Regions from separate parts of the Sus scrofa genome. Here region 2 is linked to region 1. The links are chromatin contacts, called in public HiChIP or PLAC-seq maps. All regions are on one chromosome and are shown on one strand. The core of a region is the stretch at or near the end of the contact, and the rest is flanking DNA. Distances in the headings are between cores, read along the strand shown. Region 1 has its middle 16 kb from the start of NOG. Region 2 has its middle 110 kb from the start of NOG.

Region 1 (4,074 bases), core at 1,104-3,603:
CAATTCCTTACAAAGCAGGTTAGCAAGGAGGGGCTGGAGAATTAGTCTGCTCTGTTTACTGACTGGAACAGTGCCTGGCTCATACTAGGCATTCTCTAAAAAAAAATTAGTGAATGTGGAATAAAGAGAGAAGAACTCGAGATTTACCCAGAAAGGCAATTTTACTTGATTTGAGCAACAGAGTTGAAGAGGCCAAACTGCGACCAAACACCAACACCTCTGAGGGCAGCTAAGACTGGTCTGTAATTAGCATATCAGGTGTTTGCCTGAAACCACCCCAAAATTGGTTTTACACATTTACTCATCAACTATCTAGTAATGTCCCTAGCACCAGTCCTTGCCCCTAAGGGGCCTCAACCAAGCACTCCAAATGGACCTATAAATTCCATGCTTGAAAATGTTAGCAGATAATACTGGTTCTGACCTCACCTGCCATAACTAACTGTGTGATCTCCTCTGGCCTCTCCCCCTCCTGAGCTGTCAAATTGGCAAGGCTTGAGCCAGGCATTGTCTTGATATATATAATTTCATATCATTAACCTCCTAAGAACAGGTTCTCAGAAATCCAGGAGCTCTGGGCCCAAGTTCCAGACACCACCACTAAATGTCACTCTATGGGTCTTTTCAGCTCAAAACTCTTGATCCTAAGCATTTCAGATTTCATCCCTGCAGCATTAGCCAGTGTCCCAAGTCAGCAAGTACCCCTTTCCTGAGGGTTTTGAGGTTCAGCCCCACCCAAATGAACCCTGATCCCAAGTTAAGACGTTTTCCTGGAGAATCTGGGGAACGCTGTACAGGAGCACAGTCCTTCCCACCCGCCCCCTGCCACCCCACTACATCCTCAGCATGTGGAAGTTCCTGGGCCAGGGATCGAACCTGTGCCACAGCATGGACCCGAGCTGCGGCAGTGACAACACCAGATCCTTAACCTGCTGAGCCACTGGGGAACTCCTAGAACACAGGCTTTCGACTAAGATCTGGTTCCAATCCCAGCTTCACCAGTTACCAGCAGGATGACCTTGAAGGAGTCACTGAATCTCTCTCAGCCTCAGTTTCCTCGGACAAAGAATAGGTCCAATAATAGCCCCTACCTCGAATCCAGTGCCTGGGAAGTCCTTAACACCATGCTGGGAGCAGGGTAGGTGCTGGAGAAATGGTAGTTCTTAATGAGTGAGGGAGGGTAAGGAAAAAAGGATGACAGTGATTCTATGGGAAACCCGAGGTTCAGCAAAGCAAAGGTGACTGAGAGTGTGCTCTCAGAACTGCAGATACTATTTCCTCCAGGTCAGGAAAAGGTAGGAGCCTCTGAAAAGTTCACAGAGCTCTAGGTTCCCCGGGCTGACTTCTGATTACAGTGTATTTCTCTTGTGTCCATTCTCCTGCACAGGGCAGCTTGAATCCATTGCCCGGAACTGGTGTGTTGCAACAGTGAATCAAAATCAATACCGCCCTTGTTACCAATTCCCTCTGCCTAAGACTTTCTCCAGCTCCCCCAATCCCAAACCAAAGCCTGACTCTGAAGGAAGGTCATTCCCCCATAGACCAAAAAACACGATTTCCCAATAGCTTTATAACCTTAGGGTCCTGGGCTGATGACCGAAAGTGTGCAAAGGCGTTATGCCCATTCTCCGGCTCTAAACTCTGGAATCCCCCAAACCTAAATGAGCTGCTGACCCGTTGCCGTGGTCCCACCCGCCCATCCATCTACCCACACAATTTCGTGTTGCATCTAACTTAGCCTGCAAAGAAACGCTGTGTGTTGGGACTCAGGCTGGTTGGGAGCGTTTGTAAAGACAAGATCCTTTCCCTTTGTGTTTGCTTTCATTTTCCCAAGGAGCTCAAACATGAAAAGTGCAATAAACTGGGAGTATCAGTGTTCACTGAAAATATCACTTCACAAGTGAAAATATATCCAAACAGCCAGTTGTAGTTTGAGAGGCTCACCCTCCTCAAAAATGCAGCTGTCACCAAAAATACATTTGAAAGCTCGCTCTCTCCCTCTCTCCTTTCCTTCTTCTTCCAGCTCTCCCTCTGTCTTGCAATTTAGCGTTAATTGCCCTGTCAGCTCTAAAGGCTGCTAATTGACGCCTTTTATTCTGCGTTAAAACTCCTGGGGAAGAAAGGAGCTCAGGGCCTGAGCTGCGCGATCCGGCCGATTTGGCACGCCTGTCTCCCAGCGAATGAGGCTGGGTGCTTCGGCACTGGGGGCAGGCGCGGGGGAGTCGCGGAGGCGGGGAGGGGGCTGGGCAGGGGTTGGAGCGTCTATTTTTAGTGAGGGTTTTATAGAGTGGATCCCTGTGGCTTGGCTCCACACTGAAATATTGTCCTCGTCTCAATGACATAAACACAGGGCAACTTGGAGATCTTGGCGCCAGCCCTGGCCGGAGCCTGTGAATGGGCAGAACGGTGGAATGAGACACAAGGAGAACCCTGCTGTAATTACAATTAAATCCGCCCCCCGCCCCCCGGTTCTCCCGGCTTCCTTAATATCGCACCAAAAAGAAAAAAGAAAAAAGAAAAAAAGAAAGAAAAGAAAAAGAAAAAAGAAAGCCTCTGCTTTTGTGTAAATAAGATGAACCGAAGTTCCTGAAAGATCTACCCAGAGGCAGCTAGTGGCATAATGACTTGGGTAAGTAAGCTTAGGTTAAGAAGAAGGCATTGGAGAATTAAACAGCCATTGGGGCATCAGTGAAAAGTAGGCAAAGTGTGGAAGGATCTGTTGGCTCCTGGAGTAAGTTGCGTGTGTCGCTGTCCTTGCAGATCATGGAGCATTCAGACCTGGCTCTGGTCCAAGAGACATTGGAACTGATAAATTGGAACCAATTAGCACAAAGTCTCAATATGATTCTCTGGAATGTCCCAGACCAGGCTGGATGAAGCTGTCGCTCTGGACTGCCTCCAACATGGAGCCACGCTTTCCAAAGCATATTTAAATATAGCCTTGCTTCCTTCCAAATGTTATCCCAACCCTCATTTTTATCCTTGGAAGCTTGGGGGGGAGGGGGATGTGCAGGGAGGGGGGTATGAGGTGGGAGTTTCATAGCCCCCATCCCCCACTCCCACAACCCTGTAAATAAATAAAAGATTACACCAAATTCCATTTGAAGTTGTCAGTCCTGGAATGGAACTTTTATCCCATTATGAATTTCATGGGTGAGACGGTTCAGACTTTGAATGTGGCTGACACCTCCATTGAAAGGCCCTAATTGCAGTTGTAGGAGTTGACTGCAGACACCACACTGTACACACCATCGCATTCCTCTGAAGAAAGAGCATCCTATGAGGGCCGCCCCGGGCCTCCCCTCGAGGCAGTAGGACTGTCAAGGTTTCACTTAAACTTTAAACCAAAGTTGCCCTATAGAAGGGCCAGGTGCTAATTTGGGATTCTGAGGTTGGACAGATTTGCCTTGGCTGACAGGGCTGTTACTATACCCAGGGGGCTGGCTGCAGTCACGCTTCAGCCTCAGAGATGACCAGGAAGAGAGCCTTTCACTCCATAGGGACTCTTGAAGGACCGCTTTGATTTTCAGAGGAACTTCCTCCAGGCCTGAGCCTGCAGCATGGTGCTGGGCACACGGGTCAGGAAGGCCATCCACTGGGAGTGCCCAGAGGAGGGGACTCCTCACTTCACCCCCTTCACCCCCTGAATCCAATGTCCCCTGAGGCAGACCATGCCAAGAAGGAGAGCCTGAGATGGGGAGCAGTTTGTGAAGCTGTTCTCCTCCTCCCTTCTCCCTGGACACCAAGGATGTGTGTGTGTGTGTGTGTGTGTTAAAATACACAAAATGTAAAATTCACCATTTTAGCCATTTGTAGCTGTAGAGTTCAGTGGCATTAGTGACAAGTTTCCCTCGGGTGCCACTGTCACCATCCTCCATCTCCAGAATGTCTCATGGTCCCAAACTGAAACTCCGCCCACCCCAACCCTGACTTGGCCACCACCAAGTGGCATCTCTATGAATCTGACTGTTCTAGATACCTTATATAAGTGGAATTGTAAAGTATTTGTCCTTTGGTGCCTGGCTTATTTCACTTAGCATCACTTCCTCAAGGTTCCTTCATGTTGTGGCATAT
Region 2 (4,074 bases), core at 539-3,038, 130 kb after region 1:
ACCCTATCTCCAGAGATGGTCAAATGGAGGGTTAGGACCTCAACCTATGAATGGGGAATGGGGACACAAGTCAGTCCCTAGCAAGCAGCTACATTAGTCATGTGTTCCTTAAAAGAAGGATGTTTTCCATGAATATCTACTCTCAAGTATCGCCAAGACCTCAGAATTTTATTTTATTATTATTATTTTTTAATCTTTGGAATGTTTTTATTTTTGTTTTCAATTTTTTATATAATTTTAAAAGTAACTTTCCATTTACCATTATGACAGTGCATTGGCTGTGTTTCCCAAGTTGTACAAACACAGCCTTGACCCTATCTTACACCCCAATAGTTTGTACCTCCCATTCCCCCCTCCCTATATTGCCCTTCCCCCTGCCCCATGGGTAGCCACTAGTTTTTCCTTTCTATCTGTGCGTTTGCTTCTTTTTCATTATATTCACTACTGGTTGTATTTGTTTAGATTCCACAGATAAGTGATAGCATCCCGTGTTTGTCTTTCTCTTCCAAGACCCCAGCATGTTAGATCTGAGAAGAAGCCTTGAGGAACTCAAGCCCAAACTCCTCATTCTACACATGAGCACATGTGATGCTGAGATCTTAGAGGATGTGTCCAGAGCCACACAACTAATCTGACCTCTGAGATTAGAACCAAGTCTTCTGATTCCAGTGGTGTGGTGACATAGGGTGTTGGGTGAGGATGATGACAATGTCTGGAGCCCCTCCTATGTGACCAACCTTGTGTAATTCACTTTACATACACAGCCTTATTCATCTTGACCGTAGCCCTGCATAACGGGTGTGATTGTCCACTAAGACAAATGAGGAACCTGAGGCTCAGAGGTGAGGTACCTTACACAGTTCAGGTACACAGAGCCAGGTGGTAGGTGGTGGCGGAGTTTAAACCCAAGGTTGAAGTCAGAGGCCATGCTCTCTAGGTTTCACTATGTTCTACTTCCACTGAGCAAGTAGGCACCCTGGCAGGGCCCAGGGGGTTAGGAGAGGGGGCATGGCTCTATGGCTGTGAGCCAAGGTTTGGAGCCAAGTCAAGGTCACGGACACTCAGGATCAGCCCAGTCAGAAGCAATAAAATGAAAAAAAGAAAGGAAGAAGAGACACAGGAGACAAACTTCGATGGCTTCCCAAATGCTGTCACTGTCCAGCTCAGGGAGTTGCAGGTCTGTCTGTCTGTCTTTCCTAGAGACACGGGACTCGTTTTTTCCTTGACCTTCAAGCTCTACACCCTTTTCTAGGTAAACCGGCCTGGCAGACAAGTACTAACCATGCCAGCCCACCCTTCCCTCAGGCTACAAAGGAAATGAACTTGGCATTCTGTAGTCCTCACCTGGCAAGAATCACCACGCAGCCCCGAGGGACTGGGCCAAGGCTGGGTGTCAGGCTGATGGGCTATTGTCTGGAGCCTTGAGAGGGGGGGTGGAAAGGAAGCCAGCTCGCAGGAGAAAGGTGAGCGGCTGGCCCCGGCCCAAGAATGACAGGGGCCCCTTGCTCGTGCTGCCCGGCTCTGTTTCCCTGGCGGTGAACAATGTGAGGCGCTGTCAGGAAGTGACACTGAAACACCATTCCCCTTCTACCTCCTTCAGCCTCTGGCAAAAGGAGGTTCCCGGAGGGAATATTTTTAGTTTGACAAATGAAAGCCTGGGACCGAGGACAGGAGGGATTAAGGGAGCTCTTTTCTGACACTCCTGGAGACGGGGAGATGATGAGTCAGATACAGAGGGCTTAGGCACGACTTCTCAAGACATTCCTCAAGCATGAGCACAAGCCAGCCGCTCGGATTCCTCCGCCCCGCCAGCCGGCATCGGAGGGGGGGCCGGCAGCCGCTCCTCTCCGGTCCTGTCTTCCCTTCCCGGAGGCGGCACAGTGTTGGACAGCAGCTTCGGGGATCAAAGCTGCCGCCTCTGCTGCTTTCCCGACCAGGAGTCAGGAGGCCTGGGTTCGAGTCCGGCCCTCCCCACCTGCTGGCTGTGACTCTGGCTGTCCTCGTTTCTCCCTCTAATCCTCGGTTTTCCCATGTGTAGACCGGGAATATTGTAACATCTCAGCGTGGTTACCGTGAGGCTGTAGCTCTGAAAATATTGAGAACGCCCAGTGCTATGAACATGTGATTTTTTTTCTGTACCCTATACACAAAATGCTCAAAATCTCACATCAGAAGAACAAAACCACCCCCCTTTTGACAGACAAGGAAACAAGCTCAGAAGGGGGGTGTGGCTAGCCTGGGGTCACAGAGCTGACAAATGGTAGGTAGGGTGGCCTCGCCCTGAGTCTGATGAAGCCCACGTCCTGAATCCCTGCACCGGTGACCCCCTGGCTGGGCCTATATCTGGCGGGAGCGCGTCTCTTATCAGAAGCCACAAGTGACGGGAAGATCAGGACAGCGCTCGGGGCCAGGCGCCAATCAGAGAGCCAAAAGGGGAGGAACGGGCTGCCAGCCAGAGGAGAAGGGCCAGCGCAGACGGAGACCGGAGCCCAGAGCCAGGGCTCAGACGCCAGCGCAGGTTGGAGCAGCAGGGGAAGCACCACCGGCGGAGCCTGGGCCCTTGGCAACGTCTGCAGGTGGCTCCAACACCTTCGTTGGGCTCCGGGAGGATACAGGCACTTAAAAGTCAAAGTCTGCTCATTTCAATCAGGTTGGCAGAGAGAATGAGGCAGCCGTCGGTCTGTAGATAGACAGGCTTATGTCTCCCTCTCCAAACAGTTGGGTTGGGTGGGTGCCCTCAGAGACTCAGAGCCAAGTCACTATGTGAGTTCTATTCCAAATATGTAAAACCGCTGAGCAACCCACTCCCAAAGTCCCCATGACCCCCCCCATTGGATTTTGTGTGTGTGTGTCTTTTTTGCCTTTATAGGGCCACGCCCACCGCATATGGGGGTTTCCAGGCTAGGGGTCCAATGGGAGCTGGTGCTGCTGGCCTATGCCAGAGCCATAGCAATGCCAGATCCCAGGTGCGACTGTGACCTACACCACAGCTCATGGCAACGCCAGATCCTTAACCCACTGAGCAAGACCAGGGATCAAACCCTCAACCTCATGGTTCCTAGTCAGATCTGTTTCCGCTGCACCAAGACGGGAACTCCCACCCGCTGGGTTTTCATTGGCCCACAACTGAATTTCAGGATAAATCATAAAAGGCTGTCATCAAGGAGCGCTTCTTCTCAAAAATGCTGAGTGATCGTTTCACTGCTAAAATGAGTGTTTTTTCACTCATGAGCATCCTCCTTTTCAGCAAGTGCTCTAAGTCTCCAGAATTCACTTTTTATCCTTCATAGAACTTGATCCAGCTATTTTGTTTTAAGGAGAAAATAAAGGGTGTCCCATATGTTTGGTTATTTTCTTCTTTTCTTTTTCTTTTTTTTCCCCCCCTTTTTATGGACACACTCACAGCATATAGAAGTTCCTGGGCCAGGGTAGACTTGGAGCTGCAGCTGCAGCCTACGCCACAGACATGGGCAACAGCAGGTGCCAGCCCCTTCTGCTACCTACGCCACAGCTTTCAGAATCCATAAGCCACTGAGCGAAGCCAGGGATTGAACCCTCATCCTCAAAGGGACAACATCCTGTCGTTATTTCACTAAGCCACAACAGGAACTCCCTCCATGATTATTTTCCTTTTTTGCTTTTTCTTTTTTCTTTTCTTTTCTTCTTTTGCTTTTTAGGGCGGCACTCTAGGCATAGGGAGGTTCCCAGGCTAGGGGTCTAATTGAAGGTACAGCTGCTGGCCTACACCACAGCCACAGCAATGCAGGATCCGAGCCGCATCTGCGACCTACACCACAGCTCATGGCAAAACCAGATCCTTAACCCACTGAGTGAGGCCAGGGATCGAACCTGAGACCCCATGGTTCCTAGTCAGATTTGTTTCCACTGCCCCAGGATGGGAACTCCTATGTTCTTCTTTAATTTGCCCTGGAGAAGAGAGAAAGGAGGAAGGGAGGGAAGAAGGGAGGGGGCATGACCCACACCACAAACTCCACACTCTGTGTACTCATGGGAAGAGCGCCCCCTACCACCGCCACTGAGCTAAGGCCAGGGCATTCTAATAGCACCACTCCT

The links. HiChIP or PLAC-seq counts read pairs in DNA pulled down with a chosen protein or histone mark.
Region 2: a contact with region 1 is called in an H3K27ac HiChIP or PLAC-seq map of skeletal muscle. The contact joins two enhancer-like sites. A contact is called at or near these places in 5 of 47 Hi-C or Micro-C datasets (embryonic fibroblasts, fibroblasts, omental adipose tissue and 1 more) and 1 of 2 datasets of contacts at active chromatin or transcription factors (skeletal muscle).

The regions. Positions count from the first base shown.
Region 1 is chr12:32,873,493-32,877,566 of Sscrofa11.1, forward strand. No RefSeq gene overlaps it. Among named protein-coding and RNA genes, the nearest start is that of NOG, 16 kb to the right of the region's middle. Within about 2 kb of position 2,354, at least 10 of the 83 cell types and tissues checked have an H3K27ac peak or open chromatin away from gene starts, as enhancers often do. A contact at or near this core is called in skeletal muscle, where this site is marked.
Region 2 is chr12:33,003,428-33,007,501 of Sscrofa11.1, forward strand. No RefSeq gene overlaps it. Among named protein-coding and RNA genes, the nearest start is that of NOG, 110 kb to the left of the region's middle. Within about 2 kb of position 1,789, at least 21 of the 83 cell types and tissues checked have an H3K27ac peak or open chromatin away from gene starts, as enhancers often do. A contact at or near this core is called in skeletal muscle, where this site is marked.